Linked DNA regions of Mus musculus: all the other regions are linked to region 3. The links are chromatin contacts, called in public HiChIP or PLAC-seq and Micro-C maps. All regions are on one chromosome and are shown on one strand. The core of a region is the stretch at or near the end of the contact, and the rest is flanking DNA. Distances in the headings are between cores, read along the strand shown. Region 1 holds the start of Znrf3 (zinc and ring finger 3). Region 2 overlaps Znrf3 (zinc and ring finger 3). Region 3 holds the start of Kremen1 (kringle containing transmembrane protein 1).

What was found. Hi-C and Micro-C count contacts between places; a contact is called where the count stands out from the background. HiChIP or PLAC-seq counts read pairs in DNA pulled down with a chosen protein or histone mark.
Region 1: a Micro-C map of embryonic stem cells shows a contact between it and region 3, with 4 times the contacts expected there. The contact joins the promoter of Znrf3 here to the promoter of Kremen1 in region 3. A contact is called at or near these places in 23 of 39 promoter capture datasets (the 3T3-L1 cell line, 3T3-L1-derived adipocytes, the C10 cell line and 13 more), 19 of 484 Hi-C or Micro-C datasets (CD4 T cells, bone marrow-derived macrophages, cerebral cortex and 11 more), 26 of 115 datasets of contacts at active chromatin or transcription factors (the 230-238 cell line, the SCID.adh cell line, T-cell acute lymphoblastic leukemia and 18 more) and 5 of 9 other capture datasets (adipose tissue, embryonic stem cells, liver and 2 more).
Region 2: a contact with region 3 is called in an H3K27ac HiChIP or PLAC-seq map of regulatory T cell precursor, with 2.2 times the contacts expected there. The contact joins the enhancer-like site here to the promoter of Kremen1 in region 3. A contact is called at or near these places in 1 of 39 promoter capture datasets (cranial neural crest), 4 of 115 datasets of contacts at active chromatin or transcription factors (CD8 T cells, embryonic stem cells, heart atrium and 1 more) and 3 of 9 other capture datasets (adipose tissue, liver and pancreatic islet).

The regions. Positions count from the first base shown.
Region 1 is chr11:5,442,739-5,446,784 of GRCm38.p6, reverse strand. It overlaps Znrf3 (zinc and ring finger 3), which reads left to right and starts at 1,938. Exons shown (of 9, transcript NM_001080924.2): 1 at 1,938-2,397. The coding sequence starts at 2,107.
Region 2 is chr11:5,413,474-5,417,270 of GRCm38.p6, reverse strand. The region is part of intron 1 of Znrf3 (zinc and ring finger 3); the gene reads left to right. Among named protein-coding and RNA genes, the nearest start is that of Znrf3, 29 kb to the left of the region's middle. Within about 2 kb of position 1,465, at least 120 of the 459 cell types and tissues checked have an H3K27ac peak or open chromatin away from gene starts, as enhancers often do. A contact at or near this core is called in CD8 T cells, heart atrium, pancreatic islet and 1 more, where this site is marked.
Region 3 is chr11:5,259,664-5,263,254 of GRCm38.p6, reverse strand. Kremen1 (kringle containing transmembrane protein 1) reads left to right here and starts at 1,645. Exons shown (of 9, transcript NM_032396.3): 1 at 1,645-1,820. The coding sequence starts at 1,730. It overlaps Gm46268 (a long non-coding RNA gene), which reads right to left and starts at 2,238. Exons shown (of 4, transcript XR_003949640.1): 1 at 2,039-2,238; 2 at 1,173-1,539.

The sequences.
Region 1 (4,046 bases), core at 689-3,188, 180 kb before region 3:
TTCACTGAGTATATTTTTGTCGCATTCATTCAATATTCAGTATTTTATTTGTCTTTGATTTTGTTATTTAAAATGCAATTGAAGATTGAAACTTTTTTTAATATATTTTTTCTAGATTTATTTATTATTATATCTAAGTACACTGTAGCTGTCTTCACATGCATCAGAAGATGGCATTAAATCTCATTACGGGTGGTTGTGAGCCACCATGTGGTTGCTGGAATTTGAACTTCGGACCTTTGGAAGAGCAGTCGGGTGCTCTTACCCACTGAGCCATCTCACCAGCCCCGATTGAAACTCTACCATGTTAAAAATTCGATTTTATTGTATGGATAGACCATATTTGCATATTCATTCACCAGTTCATGACTTCATACTTCTAAGGATTGCAACGCTAGCTATGCATGGCTATAATAATTGCTTTCCCCTTAAAGACTGGACTGTGCCAGGTGTGGTGGCACACGCCTTTAATCCCAGCACTCGGGAGGCAGAGGCAGGCAGATTTCTGAGTTAGAGGCCAGCCTGGTCTACAAAGTGAGATCTAGGACAGCCAGGGCTACACAGAGAAACCCTGTCTCGAAAAGACAAACAAACAAAAAAAAAACAAAACAAAACAAAAAAAAAGACTGGACTGTGCCTTAGTGGGTAAAGTCACAATCCTTGGAAATGACAGTGCTCCCGAGCAGTCAGTACTGATTAAGCTTGGCTTGGGGGAAACTAATGACTCTAGCTTTGTCAGTTACCTTCTGTGCCAAAGCTTTGGGTGGTCCAAACACAGTAACACAGTTCTGTGAATTTCTTTTCAATTGTATTTTCTATTCAACACATTGGCAAAACATTCCTTTTCAGTTTAAACTGTAACCTCGATGCGCTGATTACTCAAGGAAACACTCAATGACTTTTCTTTTTGTCTTAATATTTTGGGTGTGGTAGCAAGTAGAAGCAGATCACCCTAACCAAATATTTGCAAATATTTAAACAAAGCCATTCAGGTCAGGGAGGGAAGACGACTGAGGAAGTAGAAATTGAATGTGGCTTTTAAAGGAGGATTGTGAGTCTCATAGATTTGCTGAGAAAGGAAAAATCCTGTTCCAAAAAGGGGAAGAGAATTAAAAGTTTATCTTCTGGGTGACTGGGGACGTCTGGGTTCGGAGCACGTGTCTTTGGTATGTTTGGCAACCAGAAGTCTGTGCATTAAGCGTGTTGACTCTTCCGCCCTTCTGCACATGGTGAGATTTGAAGGGAGTGTTGGAGACGGTCTCCAGGGCTGCGGAAAGATGAACTCCATTAGAATCTAGATAACTTCTTCAAGTTCTCCGCCACCTGTCCTCACTCCTTTAGTTGAGGGTAACTGTCTATGTGACACCCACGTAAGAACTGGACGTGTCCCGGCGGGTTGCAAACTGCCACTGACCGCCCGGGGCCTTTCGCGGTCCCTGGAGGTGGTAGGGCGCGAGCACCGAGTGCGGGTGGCCAGCAGTGCCGGAGCTGCGGATGAAGCATCCTTGGACGGAAGGACGAGGCCTTTGACGCCCCAATGACTCTAATTGCGGCACCAAAGCAGGGTGCGCCGAGGGGGCGAAACCGCCCGGGAACAGGTTGAGGATCTTACTCTCCCCGTACTCCAGCAACTGCCAAGAGAAATGTCTGCCGCGGAGGGCGGAGTACAGACCAGGGGGCGTGGCTAAGAGGAAGGGGCGTGACCGAAAAAGACTACCTGGGCGGAGCAAGGGTGGAGGGGCGTGGCTAAGAACGGAGTCGGGGCGGGACTCAGTCGATTGGGCGGGGCGGGCGAGGCCTCTGGGCCCCGCCTCTCGCCGCAGGCGCGCCCGCCCCGCCTACCCGCTCCCCTCGGAGGTGGCCGCGGCCGAGCGCGGGGAGGGAGGGGAGAGCGGGTCACGACGCTGCGGGGGCGGGGATAACCCCTCACGTGGAGCAGATGAAAGGGCCGCGGCGCGACGGCCGGGGGAGCGGAGCAGAGCCTGCGACCCACAAAGCCGCCGCCGCCGCGATGGTGCTGTGAGGCGACCGCCCGCGCTCGGTCCTCCGCCGGCCCGCGACTATGCCCGGCCGCGCCCGCCCTCCGCGCCCTCCCGCCGCAGGACCATGAGGCCACGCTCGGGCGGGCGCCCAGGGGCCCCGGGCCGCCGCCGCCGCCGCCTCCGCCGCGGCCCCCGCGGTCGTCGCCTGCCGCCGCCGCCGCCGCTGCCGCTGCTTCTCGGGCTGCTGCTGGCGGCCGCGGGGCCCGGCGCGGCGCGGGCCAAGGAGACGGCGTTCGTGGAGGTGGTGCTGTTCGAGTCGAGCCCGAGCGGCGACTATACCACCCACACCACCGGCCTCACGGGCCGCTTCTCGCGGGCCGGGGCCATGCTCAGCGCCGAGGGCGAGATCGTGCAGGTAGCCACCCGGGCCCCGCGCTCCGCCGCCACAAGATGGCTCCGGGGGCTGCGCCCGCCGACCCCGCCGCGGGCTAGCGGGCGGGCGGGCGGGGGGGAGGCGCGGAGCCCGGCGGCATCCCTCCCAGGCGGGCGGGACGGGGCCTCCGGGGCACGGCGGCTGAGGCGAGCGCACGTGGGGGCTCGGCCTCCGGTGGGTGCACCGCGCCGGGGTGGGGGTGGGGACGCTGAGCTGGGCATGGGCGCCTGGGCGGCACTCTTGAGTTGGCGGGACGTTTTTCTCCCTCAGGTGAAAGTCCCGGGAACTACCTGTTGAATGCCAACTTTGCAAAGGCGAGACAAGTTGAAGGATGGAGCGACTTCTTAGAGGTCGCAGGCTTTGCTTTTCCATCCACGTTTGCTCCGTTTTCGGAGCGACCCAGTTGCCGGGGTGCACATCTTCAGGTTATTTTTGCTGAAATCTACTGGCAGCCTTACCTAGACACCAACCCTCTGGCAGGGCTCTGGACGGGCAGCAGCAGGAAGGGAGCAGGCGGAGCTGGCTGAGGAGTGGGAATTGGCAGAGCACTGTCGTGGCCGTGCCTCAGATTACAGGGGATGAGAAAGACCGCAGGCTCGCCCCTGGGTCAAGGACTAATACCGAAGAGGCCTGCAAACCCGAGCCAGGGTCTCTCACTGACAGGGCCTCCACCTTGCTCCAAATGAAAGAGGGCTGCGTCCCAAAGGAGGCTGGCTAGGGAGAGCTTTGAGCTGTCCCCAGTCTTTGAGGAGGGACTCTCAGTCGAAGCCTCAGCGGATGGATAGCTGCATAGATTTCCCGCTCCCTCGACGATGGTTTTTATCCACTACCATGTTCCAGGGCAGCGCACTTATGGTTGTTAGGCGCACCTCTGGTAGGAGTGATCTGATACGGTTGGCTCGTCTTTGAATCTTTTGGAACTTTAGAGGCCTATAGTTTGGATCTCCGGTGCTTTGCTCTTGGGTGAATTATGAAGAGAAAAGGGACTGTGTGGGATGACTTCAGAGCAGCTCCGAGTGTAGACAGGAGGGTGAAGCTGCACGCAGAGCTTTGAGTTGATGGGACACGGGCCAATACGGTGTAGCTCCTTAAAGGTGTGTGTCTTTCCAAAGCTGGAGGAGGACCCTATGGCTGTGATTAGAAAGCATTGTTTTGTGGTGCTCTTATTCTTATCTATAGAAAGCGAAATACATGTTTGACCAATTTCTGTGACTACAGATGTTGCTAACGGTGCTGTTCTCCCCCCCCCCATGTTATTGTTACTGTCATTAATATACAAGCTTTAGAGAGGATGCTTGGCTGAAGATACCTAAACAACTCTATTGCAGGCTTTAAGAAGAGTTTGAATTTTAAGTCTTGCTTCTTGTGAGTCCTTGTCGTTCTTTGAGGCTTTCCCTGTGCCCTGATGGCTTTAGAAATGTTTGATTTACAGCCTTGAGGGTGGGGGTTGCAGCTGAGGGGAGTATGTTTTAACGTGGCACTTCACTTTTTGAAGGAGACTTTTGAAGTTTGAGATTTTTATCTGCAGTGTTTAAACTTGAGCCATTCTCTGTGGTAGTTTGTCTGGGGAGCTATTCATTATGCATAATGCTGTGCTTTGCAGATATTCTTGGGTTCACTATTTAATACAA
Region 2 (3,797 bases), core at 216-2,715, 150 kb before region 3:
GCTAACCTGTGGTTTGGAAATCCTGATTGATAGTTTGAACAGTCTTTCTCCCCTTATACTGTCATGAGAGTCATGAGATGGAGTGCAACACTCTTGGAGTAACAGTCTTTGAAGATGCTTTGACTGCACCGCCCAGGATTTCCAAATTCTAGCCCTTTGAACCCCGGAGCCCTGATCCCCACTACCTCCAGCTGTTAGGCCCCCTCTCTTCTGGAGGCCTGACAACATTAAAAACACCAGCTATTTATAGCTTACTTTTCAGTCTCAGTAAATTATAGGTTGCCTTTGCCAGTGGGATGGGACTAACATTCATCTGCTGTCGCTGACTGCCTAGTAGCATCAACCAGGTGACAGGAGGTGACCCCCACCTGAGTGCTTCTGAGGTCTCACCTGGTGCTATACAGAATATTAAGGCTTTGTGAAATGACATGGTGTTTCTAGTTAGAGTCCATAGTCTTTGTGATGGAGTGGTGGCAACTTAAAAAAAAAAAGAAAGAAAAAAAAAAGGAGAGCGAGTAAGATATATGTACTCTTGAGAGAGGCCCAGGCTGGTTTCACTGCCAGCTTCTACCTCATAGACTTGTTGTGGCTGTGTAAGTGACTCAGTTGGTAGAGGTCTTTCGGAACATGCACAGAGGGCCAGACATGGTGGCAAATGACTGTAATCCTAGAACTCAGGAAATGGGAAGGCAGGGATCAGAAGTTGATAAGAGAGGTTGAATTCCTCCTTGTTACATAAAGAGTTTGAGGCCAGCCTGGGCTTCATGAGACTTTGTCTCAGAAGAAAAGGTGGAGGATGACTTAATCCTCCACTAGTGAACTGGAGGATGTCCTGTGCAATGTTCATTTGGGGGAGGATCCTCAAAATTCAGTAACTGAAGACTATTTTAAATGTGGGTCAAGTAATCTGTGCAGTGATGGATATTAAGAGTATGGGAAGGCTCTGAGGAAGGCCCTCAAGGCCTAGAGTCTCCTGTCAGCCAGATCCTGGCATACCTGACACCCGGAGGGGTAGCCCTTCTACCAGACACTGTTTAGAAAGGGATTGTTGTTAGAAGGCTGTTGAAGCTGTATTGCCTTATTGATGTCATACCAGATCAGACGTCAGGGAGCAGGTTTTGTCCTGGTAGCTTTTTGATCTCTGCAGTTCTTAGAATGGCTCAGGGAAGGCTCAGGCAGCAAAAGAGGTCTGTGTGTTTAGCTGGATTTTCCACTGAAGTGCTAACTGCTGCGTTTTTTGACCTTCTAGCCGAAGAGGGTATTTATAACTAGCTGTTTGTATGCTTAGAGGAGCCTAGGCCCTGCCTTTCTGTAGTGGTTTAAGAACTGTGCCCTTGGTGTGGTCTGAAAGGGCAGGCCTGATGAGTGTGGGGACTCATGACCTGCTCCCCATGAACTTGTTCTCCTACCCTCCATCCTGCCAAGCCAGCAGCCCTTTCAGGGTTAATTTCTCTGCTTTGGGAGCAGCTGGCCAGTTTACACTCCTCCCTGGGCTGTACAAAAATACTTCCTTTGAAGTGTTATGAGATGCGGTGAAGGGTAAAACCTGGTGAAGAATAAAATCTGGAGTGGGGCTCAAATGCACTCTCTCCCAGGGCGTTTGCTGAGGAACAGATTGCTTAGCCTTCATCTGAATCTCCCAGGTGGAGTGTATCCTCTCCTGTAGTTTGCAGCTTTGAGTTTCAGTTTTATGCTCCCACCCCCATGTGTTCTTTTTTCACGGAGAAATATTTCTTCCCAAGAGGGTTACCATGCAGCCACCAGCTTACTTGGTAGCTGGAATTGAAGGCCCTTCTTCTCTCTGGGAGTGCTCCATCCCTCCCAGCAGGAGTGATGCCTTAGAGTATACTGTGAAGTTCTAGTGCAGCCAGCCCTAGCTGTCATGGATCCCACCTCTGGTTCAGGTCTAAGGCTAGTAGTGCAAATGAGCATTGACCTCAGAGTCAGAAATTCTCACTTTTACCTTGGATTTCCCTTTGGTAAAATGGAGTCAGATGCAAGGGTGTTTGTTGCAAGGATCTGTGGAAATACTGAAGTAGGGGCCTTGAAAATGCCAGGCATTTTCTCTAATGTAGGCCTGCTAAGGAGCAGAAATGGCATTTAGGATAAAGAAGCCAAAGAGAATGCCAGAGCAGAAATGACACAGAACAAGGCTTGAATGTCTTCTTAATCCCTGAGTATTTGCAGCCGAAGAGGGGTTGGGCAAGAGCAGGAGGAAGGACAGCTGCTATGTTCTGAAGAAGAATGCCAACCTGCTGCTTTCCACAAAGGGGGCCACACAGACTCCTTCTTAACCTGGTTTGCTGTCCTTTCTTCTTCTGAAGATGTCCTCATTGGAATTCTAGCATCTTCTTACATGGCTTCCTATGGCTCTCAGACAAGGAATAAGGCACACAGATTTAAAAATAATTCCATGTGGCTAGCATTTATTGCTGATTTTTGCCATGTATTGTGTTAAACAGCAGCATGAATGACCTCATTTATTCTACCCCATAACAGCTCAGGGCTGCTAACTATTCTTGTCCCCATTGTATGAATGAGGATGGAAACTGAGGCCAGAAGAAACAATTTGCCCAAAGTTTTAGTTTGTTTTTATTTTTTGGGGGGGGGGGGTTTCAAGACAGGGTTTCTCTGTGTAGCCCTGGCTGTCCTGGAGCTCACTTTGTAGACCAGGCTGGCCTCGAACTCAGAAATCCTCCTGACTCTGTCTCCCGAGTGCTGGGACTTAAAGGCGTGCATCACCATGCCCAGCTTTCCCAAAGTTTTAATTTCTACTGTGCAGGGGTTGGCTTTACAACTTCACTTCTTTGGGTTTTTGTTTTGTTTTGTTTGTTTTGAGACAGAGTTTCAGTATTTAGCTGTGGCTGGCCTTCCAGCCTCCTGAGTGCTAGGATTTCAAGAGTGTGCCACACTTTTAGCCCTTTATTCATAATAAAATAGAAGCTGTAATAAGTGATGGTGGTAAGATTTCATTCTGTGCTCCAGACTTGTTCAGGAGTTGTTTTTAGGGGAAGAAGTGGAACATTGACCTCTGTTCATTCAGGCCATTTTGTCAGGTTCATCAGTTGGCTTATTGATCCATTTGTATTTGAATAAACACAAATGGGAACTAAGTTTTCTATAGGAATGCCTTTTCTCTCCCTCTGACTCTAGTTGACTGGCTTCTTAGTTGAAGGTCTGAGTGTTGGGGGTAAAGAGGTAGCCTGTGCCTTCGCTATAAGCTTTGGCCTTACCTTAGTCTGGAACCAGAGTTTGCACGTTTTTCAAGGGGGTTTAGAGCCTTCATTGCTCCTGAGGGGTATGGGGGTTGGGGTGGGAGTGTGGGGGCTGGGAAAGCTAGAGGGATTTGCCCTCCCTCACACATGGGGCCTGACCCTGGGCCAGGCTGGCAGGTTCTCAGTGTACTGGCCACATGCCTCCTTCCCACCTGAATTTCAAACAGGAAAAAAGATGAAAGGGCTAGAAATGACAAGTCTGGAGCAGGAAGGCTCTCATTTGCAAACTGTTTCTTTTCATCTTCACCCCTTTGTTTCTTTAAACGCACACACAGAGGGACTCCCCCTCCTGAAACTGGTAGCCCAAGCATATGACTCCCTCTAGTTCACTGAGGGCAGCCACTTCTCCTTTAAGCAGGGAGACCTGCTCCCAGTGATCTATTTTCCTTAGGGCCCTGATCCCCTCTTCTGTCTGCTGTTCTGCTGCCAGAGGTCACATTCTCTTTACAGATTTCTCAGAGCCTTTTACTGATGGGGTCTATACCTTCATATCCTAAATTTTCTTGGCTGTTTGCTTTGTCA
Region 3 (3,591 bases), core at 396-2,895:
CTGGTGCAGGCCTGTACTTGCCAGCCCCGGACCAAGGACTTGAAAGCTCTCGGTGCACAGCCCGGACCTGTCCTGCCGGGCGTCGCCGTGGCGTTTTAAGCAAGAGCAATCGGAAAATCCCCGCTGCCTGGGGGTGTGAGGAGGAGTAAGGAGGCTCGAGATCCTGGGGGGTGGGGGGCTGCCTCGCGGAGACCGAGAATTTAAGCCACAGAACCCCAAGTCTCCCCTAATGAAGAGACACAGCGCTTGCCCCATCGAGTTGGGCACTTTTGTTGCTTCCGTATCTTTGGACCTTGAGGTCTTTTATGGTTCCTATTTTGCTGATGGTTGAGCAAAATACATTGGTGAGATATATATATATACACACAGATACATATATATGCAAATATATAGTGTATCACCCATTTTATACTAATTAAAAATAATTTAACTGGGAGTGGGGACACACACCTTTATTCTAGCACTTGGGAGGCGTAGGCAGGAAGACCTCTGTGAGTGCGAGGACAGCCTGATCTACATAGTTCCAAGACTCAAAATAATAATAATAATAATTTAAAACTGGTGTGATGGCTCATCGGTAAAGACAATTGCCACCAAGGTTGAGGACCTGAGTTCCCAGAACCGACAGTGCAAGGAGAACCGACTCCCACAAATGGTCCTCTGGTGTTACACATGCACCCATACACATACAATAAAAAACATATATGTATGTACATATGCATTTATACATACATATATTTTTTTCTTTGTTTCTGTTTTATAGCCCTGGCTGTTCTGGAACTCGCTTTATAGATCAGACTAGTCTCCAACACCAAGACCTATCTGCCTCTGCCTCCCGAGTACTGGGATTAAAGGCGTGCGCCACCACTGCACCGCTGTAAATACATATTTTTAAAAGAATAAGTTGCGCTAGTTGACACGGATATGATAGGATTCTGCACAAGGCTCAGTATGCTGTCCCTTTGGTAGCTGCAGGACTCCACAAGGAGAAAGAACTCCACATTTACTGAGCCCCCACTGTGCGTGCGAGGTTTCCGTGCATTATCTCACTTTGTACAACCGCTTTGTGGAGCAGACGGTATCGACATACCACTGAGCAGAAGGGAGCCCCGTTTTCTTTAAACCTGTATACATTTATACAGATCTTACGAGTAACCAAGTGGGATACGAACCGGGACTGGAGGACTCCAGAACACGCTTTGGCTAGCCGCTACCACGAGCCTAGCAAGAGCAAGAGGTTTGTTCTGGTTACTACCGCAGTGGTGGAACTCGCGCGTGAGTCACGACCTAGGTAAGGGTGAAACAGGGGTCACGGCGCTCGGCCGGTGTCAGCGCCGACAAACCTCAGCGTGGGGACTCAGAGGCAGGACCCGTCCCGCCCTCACCTGTAGACTCCACACCTCGGGTGGCCTCACCGCGCCTGCTGTGGGGGCGGAGCCAGGTGGGGCGGGGGCGGGCTCCCGCGCGTGAGTGGCAGGCCGCGCATGCGCAGGCCGCCCGGCTCGGAATCCTAGCAGGCGTCAGGCAATCCGGGCGGTGCTGAGGAGGACGGGGCGGCGCTGAGGAGGGCGGGCCGGGGCGGACCGGGGCGGGCCGGGGCGGACCGGGGCGGGCCGGGCGGCGAGGGCGGGGCGACGCTGAGCTCCGTCCTGCTCCCATGGCCGCCCCCGGCTCCCGGTGCTGCCCCCTCTGCCCCGGGCCGCGCCCGGGGGTCCCGCACTGACGGCCCATGGCGCCGCCCGCCGCCCGTCTCGCGCTGCTCTCCGCCGCTGCGCTCACTCTGGCGGCCCGGCCCGCGCCCGGTCCCCGCTCCGGCCCCGGTGAGTGAGACCCCGGCCCCCCCCCGAACCCCCTCGCCCTCTCTCGCGCGTGGACCCCGGAGAACCCGATGTTCGGGCTTCTGTCCCAGCACGCGGCGTGGACGCGCCTGTCCCGCGTTACCAGGACTCTGCCCCGAGTGCCGGCTTCTAACTTTGCCGAACTCTGCTTCCGACTTACGGAAGAGAAGGGGGTGCGTGACGGCTAAAGTCGCCCGTACCGAGTGCAGACTACTCTGAGTCCACCGCGGCGTCCGCCCGAGGTGGTGCTCTCGGCCAGGATGGAAGCTGGGATGGCAGCTTAGTTCCCACACGCCCTTCCTTGCCTCGGAATCCTTTCCCAGTGGAAGGACAAGCATGAGGGTGTTGTCTGGCCCAGTTCGGTTTCTTTGCAGGTTGTTGAGAGCTGATGAGCATAGGACATTGGTGAACCTGCCACTGGGGTCTCCACCCTAAGTTGCGGATTGTGATGTTGCGAAGGCAGGGTTTTACTAGTAAAAGAAAACTCAGAGTTGCTTTGTTTTCTTGACAGCTTGGATTTAGGGGAAAGGCTGAGATTTATTTTCTGTGTGATTTTGAGGCAAAGCTGCTTGAACCTCTGTTACTTGATCTGAAAGTGGGGGGGGGTAACTCACTCCCATGAGCAGTGTTGGTGAACATTAAATGATACACTGTAGGCAACTTGCTTAGAGTGTTCCACCATGTGTAGTCATTAAACGATTTAATAATACTTATTATAGTGTTTCCCAGTTCACTAAGGACTAGACACCTGGTTTACCCAGCGAATACTGAATTTCTTTCAGGATGAATCCCGGCAAAAGGCAAAGCTGGGTTTTGGGACGGCAGAATGAGGAGTTCCCAACACACCAAACCTGAGACTCAGTAGAAGTGGTTTCTAGGTGATTGCTGCCTTCTATGGGACTTCTATAATGTGCTCTTTTCTACTGTTTGTAGTATGTGAACAGGGAGGGAGGGAGGGACGTTCCGAGAGCCAGGACGTGTCAACATAACTGTAACCTAGTAACTCCTTCCACTTTGTCATCTTTGTGTTCAGGATTTAATGTCCTCTATGGAGAGAGAGGTACGGGTGGGAGTGGACTGGCGCTCCTTCCTGGAAAGGGCACTGTGAGCCTATTCTGCCCACACTTGCAGGGAGGTAGCATCTGTTAGGCACCGACGCTTTGCTAGGTCAGATGCAACAGCTCTTGGGTAAAGTTGGTATGCTTTTATTTAGGAGTCCTGGGTAAGGACAAATTTATGGCTGTTGTGAAACAGTTTACTAGGTCCCTCAAACTCTCCTCAGCGGGGTTCCTCAGCATTCTGCAACATCAGTGCCTTTGTGATGTTTCCCCTCTGGTTCCAGAAGCAGTTTCAGAAACAAACCACATGGTTTTCAGCATCATATCCTGTCAAGAACCTAGCGACTAGTTTGTTAAATCCTTTCCAATTAAAAAAAAAAAAAAAAAAAGCTGTACACTGAGAATATGCCAAACTTACCATTTCATATTTTGTGATACTGTAATTTTCTCTAAAATTTTGTGGATGGAAAAAATTATTCCAATACTTATATTCTGCACAACTTTGTAATATTTAAATTACTGGTGGTTTGCATTTTTGAATGCTGACTTTATAAAAACAGTTAGCTCATTCCCCTTCAATGTTATTCTAATTATAGTGTGTAGTCAACCCCAAATGATCTCCAGTCTCTCTGCTCTTTTGTCATGCGTTCTCTTCTATCACAACTGATAAGAAAGGCGACAGAGGTTAGTGGTAG